4 separate regions of the Gossypium hirsutum genome follow, and all the other regions are linked to region 2. A link is a contact called in public Hi-C data. All regions are on one chromosome and are shown on one strand. Each heading gives the region's core, a stretch centred on a gene start, on an enhancer-like site or on the middle of the called end of the contact. The rest is flanking DNA. Distances are from core to core; before and after follow the strand shown.

The links. A called contact is a pair of places that touch in the nucleus more often than the background predicts.
Region 1: a contact with region 2 is called in a Hi-C map of leaf, with 2.5 times the contacts expected there. The contact joins the promoter of LOC107888621 here to the enhancer-like site in region 2. A contact is called at or near these places in 2 of 34 Hi-C or Micro-C datasets (both in leaf).
Region 3: a Hi-C map of leaf shows a contact between it and region 2, with 2.9 times the contacts expected there. The contact joins the promoter of LOC107947983 here to the enhancer-like site in region 2. A contact is called at or near these places in 2 of 34 Hi-C or Micro-C datasets (both in leaf).
Region 4: a contact with region 2 is called in a Hi-C map of leaf, with 1.7 times the contacts expected there. The contact joins the promoter of LOC107898260 here to the enhancer-like site in region 2. A contact is called at or near these places in 4 of 34 Hi-C or Micro-C datasets (hypocotyl and leaf).

The regions. Positions count from the first base shown.
Region 1 is chrA09:5,906,736-5,909,435 of Gossypium_hirsutum_v2.1, reverse strand. It overlaps LOC107888621 (binding partner of ACD11 1), which reads right to left and starts at 1,301. Exons shown (of 5, transcript XM_016812789.2): 1 at 1,149-1,301; 2 at 14-138. The coding sequence starts at 129.
Region 2 is chrA09:5,704,242-5,706,967 of Gossypium_hirsutum_v2.1, reverse strand. No RefSeq gene overlaps it. Among protein-coding and RNA genes, the nearest start is that of LOC107889885, 17 kb to the right of the region's middle. Within about 2 kb of position 1,372, at least 8 of the 9 cell types and tissues checked have an H3K27ac peak or open chromatin away from gene starts, as enhancers often do. A contact at or near this core is called in leaf, where this site is marked.
Region 3 is chrA09:5,524,638-5,527,337 of Gossypium_hirsutum_v2.1, reverse strand. LOC107947983 (probable leucine-rich repeat receptor-like protein kinase At1g35710) reads left to right here and starts at 1,345. Exons shown (of 2, transcript XM_041077449.1): 1 at 1,345-2,700. The coding sequence starts at 1,382.
Region 4 is chrA09:5,456,400-5,459,156 of Gossypium_hirsutum_v2.1, reverse strand. LOC107898260 (MDIS1-interacting receptor like kinase 2-like) reads left to right here and starts at 1,478. Exons shown (of 2, transcript XM_016823785.2): 1 at 1,478-1,760; 2 at 1,992-2,380. The coding sequence starts at 1,478. The coding sequence ends at 2,380. It overlaps LOC107898259 (probable leucine-rich repeat receptor-like protein kinase At1g35710), which reads left to right. Exons shown (of 3, transcript XM_016823784.2): 1 at 1-191; 2 at 282-479; 3 at 561-1,014. The coding sequence ends at 1,014.

The DNA.
Region 1 (2,700 bases), core at 52-2,551, 200 kb before region 2:
AAGCAATATATACCTGATAATTTCAATATGCTCAATTGCACCACAGTATGCGAAAAAGTCACAAAGATCCTTCTCGGTAGCTCTTGGAGATAAGCTCGTAATTTCAGCCGTGTAACCTCCAGGGTACATTGTCTTAAACTGAGATAAAAATCAGCCAAAAAAGAACCTATTTAAAGGTATTTAAATAAAATTTTAGAAGCACACATAGAAGTAGCTTGATAATGCAGATATCATCATCGTTCATTCAATACTTTATAATTCCGAAACCACAGCAATCCCAAGGTACAAGGATACTTATGGATGATTTTGAGGTAAACAGTTCTCAGTGGTCCTAACAGCCAAGCTCTCTCATCGATAGATCGTTTCCTTGGTATAAAATGAAAACCAAAAATTCATGGGTTCTTCTAAAATCAAATGAAAAATACTAATATGGTTGCTGATTTTCTAGCATTGATTAGCCTTATTTCAACATTAACATAATTAAAGATGCCAAAGCTATTTTACCAAACTCAGTAATCCCAAGCAAGATGCCTTAATCGACTCCAAGATCTGCTTGAATACACCCCAATAAATCTTAGTTCAAGTCAAAAGTAATAAAGGGGATGAGTTTTAGGGACAGCCATAGCCCATATAATCCTACAAAGTGAAAACTTTAAATTGGCTTTCATTGTAAACAATGTAAACTTTAAGCAAGATTATCGAACTTTTGGCTAAAGTTCAAAAAAGGGTTCAACCTACAATAAAGAATGCTGATAAATACCTAACTATAAAAAAAAAATCCATTTTCAAGCTTCCTTTACGCTTGATGAAAGAAAAAAATACCATGGGTTATCAACAATGGGGGCAATTAATGAGTGATAGAACCAACTTTGTCCACCAAATATCAATTAAAGGTCAGCTTGACACTAATTATTTGGCAAGCATGTATTCATTGAGATTCTTGAAAGAAGTTAAACTTAGTGAAAACCTGAGAGAGTAAAAAAAAAGGAAAACTGAATTCATTAAAACCCTTAATGCATTCAAGAAAGTAAAGGAAAAACTGATCAAATAAGGCGAAAAAAAGAACTGGGTATCACTGAATTTGCTAGAAAAGAAGGAAAATTGAGAAAAGATTGAAGCTTTATAAAAATTATGATACATTTACATACCTGTCTTTTAGTTGTTGATGATGAAGAATCAGATGATTAAGAGCTTAAGCATGGGAAAGAAGGGGAAAGAGAGATAGAGACAACTAACCAACATAAACACTGGCACGCTGATCTTTCCAGATGGCTATAAAACCCCACTCTCACTAATGGAGCGTGCATTTCAACAAAGAAATTTTGTTTGCATATTTTAACTTTTACTAAAAAAAAAGAGTAAATTTATCTTTACACCTTATTTGTTAAAAACTTGTGACCGATAGAAAAATTAGATAGCTACACGTGGTGTAATTGCATCTTATTTTGACATATAATTATAAAAAATAATCAATTTATTTTTTAATTTAATGTATAAAAACTAATTTGTTTATTTTTAAAATAGAGATAACAAAATACAATCTAAATTTTAGTGTCAGACCTCGTGATACTAGTACAAGGATCTTTGTAATACTTTTACTATTTATATTTAATACACAATAATATACAAGTTAATACACATTCAGTAACTCAAATTTTAAAAAAAATTAAAATTGAAAATACATACATTTTCTATTTTTATATAAAATTTACATTAATTTTCAATGATGTGTTTATTTGATTTATTAATCATGCATAATTTATTGGAAAATAAATATTAACATAAAATTTTTGATGAGTATAATATTTTGTAAATGACTTTTTTTTTCCTTCTTTAGAGCAAAAGAAATTTATAGGAAATACGTGTTTGAATGAAATTTATAAATCTATATTTATATATTTATTATTATTATTATATATGACTTTAAGCTAATAACTATTTTATTTCTTTAAATGGCGCGTGAAATCATTTCCTTTATAAAGGAGCGTTAACGATCTCTACCGTAATTGGTTGAGTAAAATGACCATTTAAGCCACGTTGCCGGATTTCCGCTACTCCATTGGCCGGGAATCTAGTTTGGGCCCGTAACTGATGCCAGTACATCTCAAATGTCAAATTTAACCTAAAGCCCCTACATTTTTCTCTATTTCCCTTTCTTACCACTAACTTTTTTAGAATTTCCTTTTACATAAAAAATTCAGATAATCATATCTTTACCAATGGTAATATTTTAAGAATAGTATACGTTAGCTCTATTTTAAAATTAGGCATAACAAAAAATTTAGCTCTAAAATTTTTAATTTTTATCTATTTGGCCCATACATTTTTTTCCTTTATAGTCAATGGCAAAAATCATTGGTGAAAGAGCTTAATTAATGGATTTTTAATATCTAAGAGCTTAATTAGGTCCTTTTTTTTTGAGGAGCTTAACTAATTATAAAGCACAAATGCACTAAGAGGAGAGTTGAATTGGTGATTAAAAATTTGGGGAAAGATGGCAAATAAAAATTGACACAATGATTTAGAGCAGTTCGACTCCAATTGTCTACATCTACTAGCTTAACTTTTTACAATTAAAAATTTCCTAAGTTCACTAATTTCAAGCCTTTTAAGGATAATGCTTAACCTTTATAACACTATCTTTTAAGTAGATAAGATAAAGTCACTTTCTTTTTAAAGTTGTCTACCCAGAACTTCAAG
Region 2 (2,726 bases), core at 123-2,622:
CCTTATTATATATGTAATTTATTATATATGTAATGTCAATTGGACCCTACCAAAATCTTGAAGTCTTAAACTGATGGGCGATCGGAGAGCAAGGAATAAGGTGAGGATGGTATTCTTCGACAATATACCGAAAAACATGCATTGGAAAGGTTTATGGACATTATTCAGCTTTCATGGGGAAGTTATAGACGCTTTCATACCAGTCAAGAGAAACAAAGCAGGTAAAAGATTCAGGTTTGTAAGATTCAATAAGGAGGAGGATGCGCAGAGGGCGATAGACAGGCTCGATGGTTTTGTGCTGCTAGGTAAGAAGATATAGGTGAAGATGGCCAGGTTCAGCGGGAACAGAAAAGTTTGGAGAAAAATAAATAAAAACGAACCTTCATGTCATAAACAAGAAAGACAGTTGAGAACGGTGGAGCAACAGAAGGAGGTTGTGAGCACATCAGATAGCAAAGAGCTGAATGATACAAAAATTGTTGTTGGTCATGTCGATAATGAACAACTATGGAAACTGCAACGATGCCTGATAGGGGAAACGACGACTCTTTGCAATCTCAATAGCTTAACTAAGAGAATTACGAACATGGGTCTAGGAGAATTAATTATTAAAAAGATCCAGGTTAGATACTTCCTGATAGAGGTTCCAGATGAAGAGTTGATGGATATTATAAAACAAAGAGAATGGGCATATTTTAAAGAGTTCTTCATTAAGGTTGAGCCTTGGACAGAAAAGTTCCAAGTTTCAGAGAGAGCAGTGTGGATTGAAATTGCAGGAATTCCCCTTCATTGCTGGAACTACCAAACGACTAGGAGAGTGGTCGAAATTTGGGGAGAGCTTGTCGCAATGGGTGAAAATTTCTCAATGATGAACAATTTCGAGAAGATGGACGTACTGATAATCACAAAACAGGTTAAAAGGATTGACGAGGTTATAAAAATAGAGGTCAGTAAAGAAAATTTCTAGATTCGTATTACTGAAAGAGAGATGGTGGAAAATTTGAAGGAATATTACAAAAAGAATAGAGATCAAAAGGGGAGAGAAGAGGAAACATCATCTGAAAAAGAATCGGTAACAAAAACGGTGCCCGAAACATCATCGGAAGGGAGTCGAAGAGATGGAATTGTAGAAGTTATTAAACAGACCTCGAAAATGAAGGAAAGGGGAGTGGGACGCAGGTTTTGTCGGATGAAGGATTTATTGAGGATCACAATTTACAAGGAAACGTGTTGAGTATTCCTAGTGCAGGGGAGACAAATGCAACATTATCTGTCAACATAATTTCAGATTTACATAATATGGGCCTGGGGTTGGAATTGGAGCAGCTCAATATATTGGAGACCCAATGCGAAGAAGTATGTGGTTTGGGCCAGGTCTCAAATGATGGAGTAGAGAACATTGTTTCGGGGGCCAATATAGAAAGGCAATATGCAAACTAATTAAGTTGTGCTGATACGAAAGGAAGCCCAAAGTCTAAACAAAATCAAAATACGTCATTTGATTCAGAGAGCCAGACGGGAATGATTTTTTCATCGAAGATTGAAGGGGATATCATTCAAATCAGGCCAAGCAAAAGAAAGAAAAAAGCTCTTAACAAAAAAATCAGGTCTATGCGTGAGATTCAAGACACAACATTCACATCAAAAGAGAAGCTGGAGAGGGACAGAGGACTAAGGAAATAGAAAGGAAAGGGGATTTTGAGACTTGATAACAGTGTCTCAAATTTATCTCTTTTGAACTCCGATATCAGCAATAGAAGAAGAGTTCTGTTAAGAGAAGCGAAAAAGATTTGGGAGGTAGGGAAAAAACTAGGTTTCAGTGTGCATGGTGATGATGAACAGATCATTAGAGAAATTATGAAGATCAATGGGAAGCAGTAGGAACTCTTAAGAATGGAGATTGCGGGATTAGGGGAGACAGGTAAGTGGTTGTTTTTGTTTTGCTTGCTATCAATAAAAGAATAGTATTAGGAGTATGGGAATTATTACGTGGAACATCAGAGGGTTAGGATCAACTCTCAAAATTGAAGCGATTAATAGAGTTGTAAGATTGAATAGGGTCGATGCATTGTTTATTCAAGAAACGAAATTGGAATCGGTGTTAGTGGAGCTGATTAGGAAAATATGGGGCAATGATGGGTTTGATTTTAAATATGCCGCGGCTGTTGAAAGGTCTGAGGCATTATTAACAATTTGGGATAATGGTAGTTTTGTGGAAGAAGTCGAATTGTGTGAAAGGAGATTTATTGTAGTAGTAGGAAAATGGGTAGCGGGGGAGAAATAGGCGACGTTGGTTAATGTTTATGCTGCAAACATTTTTATAGAACAAAAAAGGTTGTGAAAAGAAATTTATGGTTTGAGAAATCTATTTTGTAAAGCTTGGATAGTTGGAGGGGATTTTAACGTGGTGAGGAATCGCAGTGAGAGAATTAATTGCTCATGCTTAGGGAAGGGTTCAACGGAATTCGAGGAATTCATTAATAGATGCAAGTTGGTCGATTTACCGTTAATTGGAAAAAAAATTACATGGTTTGGCCCGGATAGTAAATGCAGCAGACTGGACAGATTTCTAATAGAAGAAGATTAAGTGGTTCAGATGATGGATCTACAACAGAAGGGTCTCAAGCGATCTATATCGGATCATATTCCAGTGATGTTGGTGGATAAATCTGTTGACTAGGGTCCTTGACCTTTTAAGTTTGTCAACGCTTGGTTGAAGAAGGAAG
Region 3 (2,700 bases), core at 96-2,595, 180 kb after region 2:
ATAGTATAGAAAAAATAAAAATATTAATCAAAATTATTGGTTCTCTACTTTTTACCTCTTCTTTTCTTGACATGACTTTTTTATTATAAGAAATTAAAAAATTAAGAATATAATTTACTTTTACAATTTAGATTTTGAAAATAAAAATGAACTGAAATTTTTGAATTAAGTCTAAAAAATAAAATTTTATAGTATATTTAATAATATTTTTCTAAAAATAATATAAGAGTCGATTTTATAAGTCTTTATAATATTAGCTCTTCAAGCATAAAATTCAACTAAAAAATATTATTAATTTAATTTTAAAAAATTAATTACAACTTTTAACGTTGATTTTAGCGTATGACCCACGCAAAAACCAACGTTTGGGATTTTGTGCATTTTTTTTAGGATTATCAATTAAATTTTGTAGTGCGTGACATATATTAGATTATATACAGTGTTATCAATTTTTTCAGTCTAGCACATAGCATTGCTCGCGTTTTCGTTGGACAATCAATACAAGAGTGATTAAAATATTTAATTCTAAAAATTTAAATAATTAAAAATATAAAAAAAATAAACAATTGAGTGACTAAAATAGTAAGAATTGAATAATTGAATGATTATTCTTGTATTTTACTCTATAAGTAAAATAATAGGGAAAATGTTTTGTCAAGCATTGCTATTTCTGACCCATCAATATAAACATGTAGGGAAATGTTAGGTAAAGACTAGTGAAGACTTTGAACTTTCAAGTCAATAATGGTCGATTGATCTCTTATGGACATGGTTTTTAGTTGTTCTACAAGTTTTTTTCAGGGCATCAATAGTAAATAATTAAGAGAGATGATAGCATGTGGAAGCAACGCATTACTAACTTTTATTGTCGAACTGGAATATATAATTTCAACGCATTACTAAATTTGAAAAAATATTTTCTAAGATAGAATAGTATGTATATACATATATCCCTTTTATTTATATATAACCTAAAGTTGAATATTATATGAGATAGTCCTTTATGATATAATTACAGGTCCTATGCCAGCAGTTGTTGGAAATTTGAAAAATCTTGTGAGTTTAAATATATCAACGAACAAATTGGTTGGTCCAATCTGACATTGCTTTATGGAGTGGTATTAGTAAAATAAAAAAAAGCATCGCATTTTATTCAATTATCACCTTCTTAGAAGCTTCAACAAAGAAAGACACAACATTTGCTATAACTTCCAGTTTACTTCTAAGAGACGAAGACAAGTCCTTAACATAATATTAATCAATCTGTGTTAGACAATGCCTAAAGACTTTGAAATTAATATATATCCAATAAAATTAAATCTGTTTTATATGTATTTAAATAAGCTCAAGTTTGAGAATTGGAGTCCTCAACTTCATAGCTATGAAATCCTACTTTTACACTTCTATCCCTACCTTCTTTTTACTCTCTATAATTGTGATCACTAGTGGAATTACAAGAGCAACGAACGATGATTCTAAATGGCTGGCAGCAGAGGCACAAGCCTTGATGGAAACAGGGTGGTGGAGTAATTATAAAAAGAGAGTTGGAAACCATTGTATGTGGCCTGGTATTCGATGCAATGCTGGAAGTGTCGTCGATATTGATCTTAGTGGCCATGGTCTGAATGGGAGCATAACACCTCAAATAGGAGCACTTTCAAAGCTCAGGTACCTCAACCTGTCTTGGAATATCCTTACAGGTGAGTTACCTTCTTCAATTGGAAACCTCACTCAATTGGCAGTGCTTGATGTTTCTTGTAATTATATTTATTCCAATATTCCACCAAATATTGGAAAGCTAGAGAGTATGGTTGATCTTGATCTCTCAAACAACGGGCTTATTGGTCCAATCCCATCTTCTTTCAGCAACTTAACCAATCTTGCCTCGTTGTACCTTCAAAGCAACCAACTTATTGGATCCATTCCACAAGAAATTTGGAGACTAAGGAATTTGGTTGCATTAGATCTATCCTCCAATAGGCTTGTTGGTCCAATCTCATCTTCTGTCAGCAACTTAACCAATCTTGCCTCGTTGTACCTTCAAAGCAACAAACTTAATGGATCCATTCCACAAGAAATTGGGAGACTAAAGAATTTGGTTGCATTAGATCTATCCTCCAATAGGCTTGTTGGTCCAATCCCATCTTCTGTCAGCTACTTAACCAATCTTGCCTCGTTGTACCTTCAAAGCAACCAACTTAATGGATCCATTCCAGAAGATATTGGGAGACTAACGAATTTGGTTGAATTGGATCTATCCTCCAATAGTCTTGTTGGTCCAATACCATCTTCGGTCAGCAACTTAACCAATCTTACCTCGTTGGACCTTCAAAGCAACCAACTTAGTGGATCCATTCCACAAGAAATTGGGAGACTAACGAATTTGGTTGCATTCGATCTATCCGACAATAGGCTTGTTGGTCCAATCCCATCTTCTGTCAGCAACTTAACCAATCTTGCCTCGTTGGACCTTCAAAGCAACCAACTTGATGGATCCATTCCACAAGAAATTGGGAGATTAACGAATTTGGTTGCATTCGATCTATCCTACAATAGGCTTGTTGGTCCAATCCCATCTTCTGTCAGCAACTTAACCAATCTTGCCTCGTTGGACCTTCAAAGCAACCAACTTGATGGATCCATTCCACAAGAAATTGGGAGACTAACGAATTTGGTTGAATTGGATCTATCCTCCAATAG
Region 4 (2,757 bases), core at 229-2,728, 250 kb after region 2:
GACAACATTCCTCCCGAAATATGCAACCTTAAAAAGCTAATGACTCTCCATCTCAGATACTGCTACCTCCGTGGTCCTATTCCACCAAATATTGGAAACCTAGAGAGTATGGTTGATCTTGATCTCTCAAACAACAGTCTTGTTGGTCCAATCCCATCTTCTGTCAGCAACTTAACCAATCTTGCCTCGTTGTACCTTTAAAGCAACAAACTTAATGGATCTATTCCACAAGAAATTGGTAGATTAAGGAATTTGGTTGCATTCGATCTATCCTACAATAGGCTTATTGGTCCAATCCCATCTTCTGTCAGCAACTTAACCAATCTTGCCTCGTTGTTCCTTCAAAGCAACCAACTTAATGGATCCATTCCACAAGAAATTGGGAGCCTAAAGAATTTGGTTGCTCTGGATCTATCCTCCAATAGTCTTGTTGGTCCAATCCCATCTTCTATCAGCAACTTAACTAATCATGCCTCGTTGTACCTTCAAAGCAACCAACTAATGGATCCATCCCACAAGAAATTGGGAGACTAAAGAATTTGGTTGCATTTGATCTATAGACTAAGGAATTTGGTTGCATTCGATCTATCCTACAGTAGGCTTGTTGGTCCAATCCCATCTTCTGTCAGCAACTTAACCAATCTTGCCTCGCTGTTCCTTCAAAGCAACAAACTTAATGGATGCATTCCAAATGAAATTAGAAGACTAAGGAATTTGGTTGAATTGGATCTATCCTCTAATAGTCTTGTTGGTCCAATCCCATCTTTTGTCAGCTACTTAACCGATCTTACCTCGTTGCTCCTTCAATGCAACAAACTTAATGGATCCGTTCCACAAGAGATTGGGAGACTAACGAATTTGGTTGCATTGGATCTATCTTTCAATAGGCTTTCAGGTCACATCCCATCCTCTCTGGGCCAGTTCTCAAAATCGGTCTCTCTCTACCATAATAAGGATTTATGTGGTTCCATTCAAGGCTTCCTTCTTTGCATTTTATCCCCAACTGTAAATTGAGAAAGAAATAGCAAAGTACAGCGCAATCTGCCTGTCACTACTATTCCAGTTCCAACTTTGTTATTTTTTATCTCAACTTTTGCATTGGTGATATTCACCCTTTGGCGACGATATAGAGCTAAAGCTTTGAAACATGATCCAAGTCCAACCAAAAATGGAGATTTATTTTGTATTTGGAATTTTGATGAAAAGATTGCATTTGAAGAATCATCAGAGCAACAGAGGATTTTGATATCAATATTACATTGGAACGGGTGGTTATGACAGTGTTTACAGAGCAGTCTTACCAAGTGGCAAAGTTGTTGCCTTAAAAAAACTCCACCGATTGGAAGCGGAGCAACCGGCTTACGACACAAGTTTCTGAAATGAGATAAAGTTTTTAACAGAAATATAACACAAGAACATCGTCAAGCTACACGGATTTTGTCTCCACAACCGTTGCATGTTCTTGATTTATGAATATATGGAAAAGGGAAGCTTGTTTTATGCCCTGAGCATTGATGAGGAACCTATGGAATTGGATTGGACAAAAAGAGTGAACATTGTCAAAGGTGTCGCACATGCTCTATCTTACATGCATCATGATTGCACCCCTCCAATTGTTCATCGAGACATCTCAAGTAATAACATTTTGTGGAACTTTGAATTGGAAGCTTTTATTGTTGACTTTGGGACTGCAAGACTTCTTGATCCTGATTCATCTAATCGAACTGTAATTGTTGGGACGAATGGATATATTGCCCCAGGTTCTACACCTTCACTCTCTTCTTTTCCTTTTCATTTAGTTTCTGCTGCTTATTTGTTTCGAATTACATATTAGAACAATGAGGGAAACAAGTAGGAAAAGCCAAATTAAGAAATATCAAATATAAATAAAAAAATAAATTCTAGATTGGAGAATTCAAATGCAAACATACATGTTGATTACAAAATATAAATTAACATGTATTTAATTATTTTTGTTTTTGAAACTACAGAACTTGCTTATTCGTTGGTCGTGACCGAAAAATGTGATGTTTATAGTTTTGGAGTGCTAGCGTTGGAAGTATTGATGGGAAAGCATCCTAGTGAATTATTGTCAACACTATCATCATCATTGTCTCGTGTCCAAAATTTCATGCTAAATGAAATTTTGGACCCTCGATTATCAACCCCGAAAAGTCGAAAAATGGCAGGAGACATCACTTTTATTGCTATCATTACTTTTGCATGTTTACGAGCTAGACCCAAAGCTCGACCAACAATGAAATTAGTGTCTCAAGAATTCCTACACATCAAGTCCCCAATTGCAATGCCTCTTCATGAAATATCATTGATCAAGCTTAAGAATCATGAGATGTTTATGAGTGATGAAAATCACAAATAAATAAATAATTTGAAGTTGATATAATAATATAGGAACCAATGGAAAGTGATAAGTAGAATTAAATTTTGGCTGATGGTCACGAAACTAACTATAAATTCAACTAAGGCAAGCGCACCTATCGAACAGTAGTATAGTTGTGGTGAGACCGGAAATATCATATCCACAAGGACTAAAAGTAATAGTATTAACCTTCTTTTTATTATCTAGCCTAAGAATAAGGGTGTTTGTTTTTAAACTAAAGCTAATTAACTAAACTGAGAATGCACAGAAAGTAAATTAGGGAAATACTTTTGGGAAAACTGATTGATTTAGACAGTACCCAAGGAAGAATCCACCTAGACTTCACTTGTTATTTGACTCTGAACTAGACGATTTAT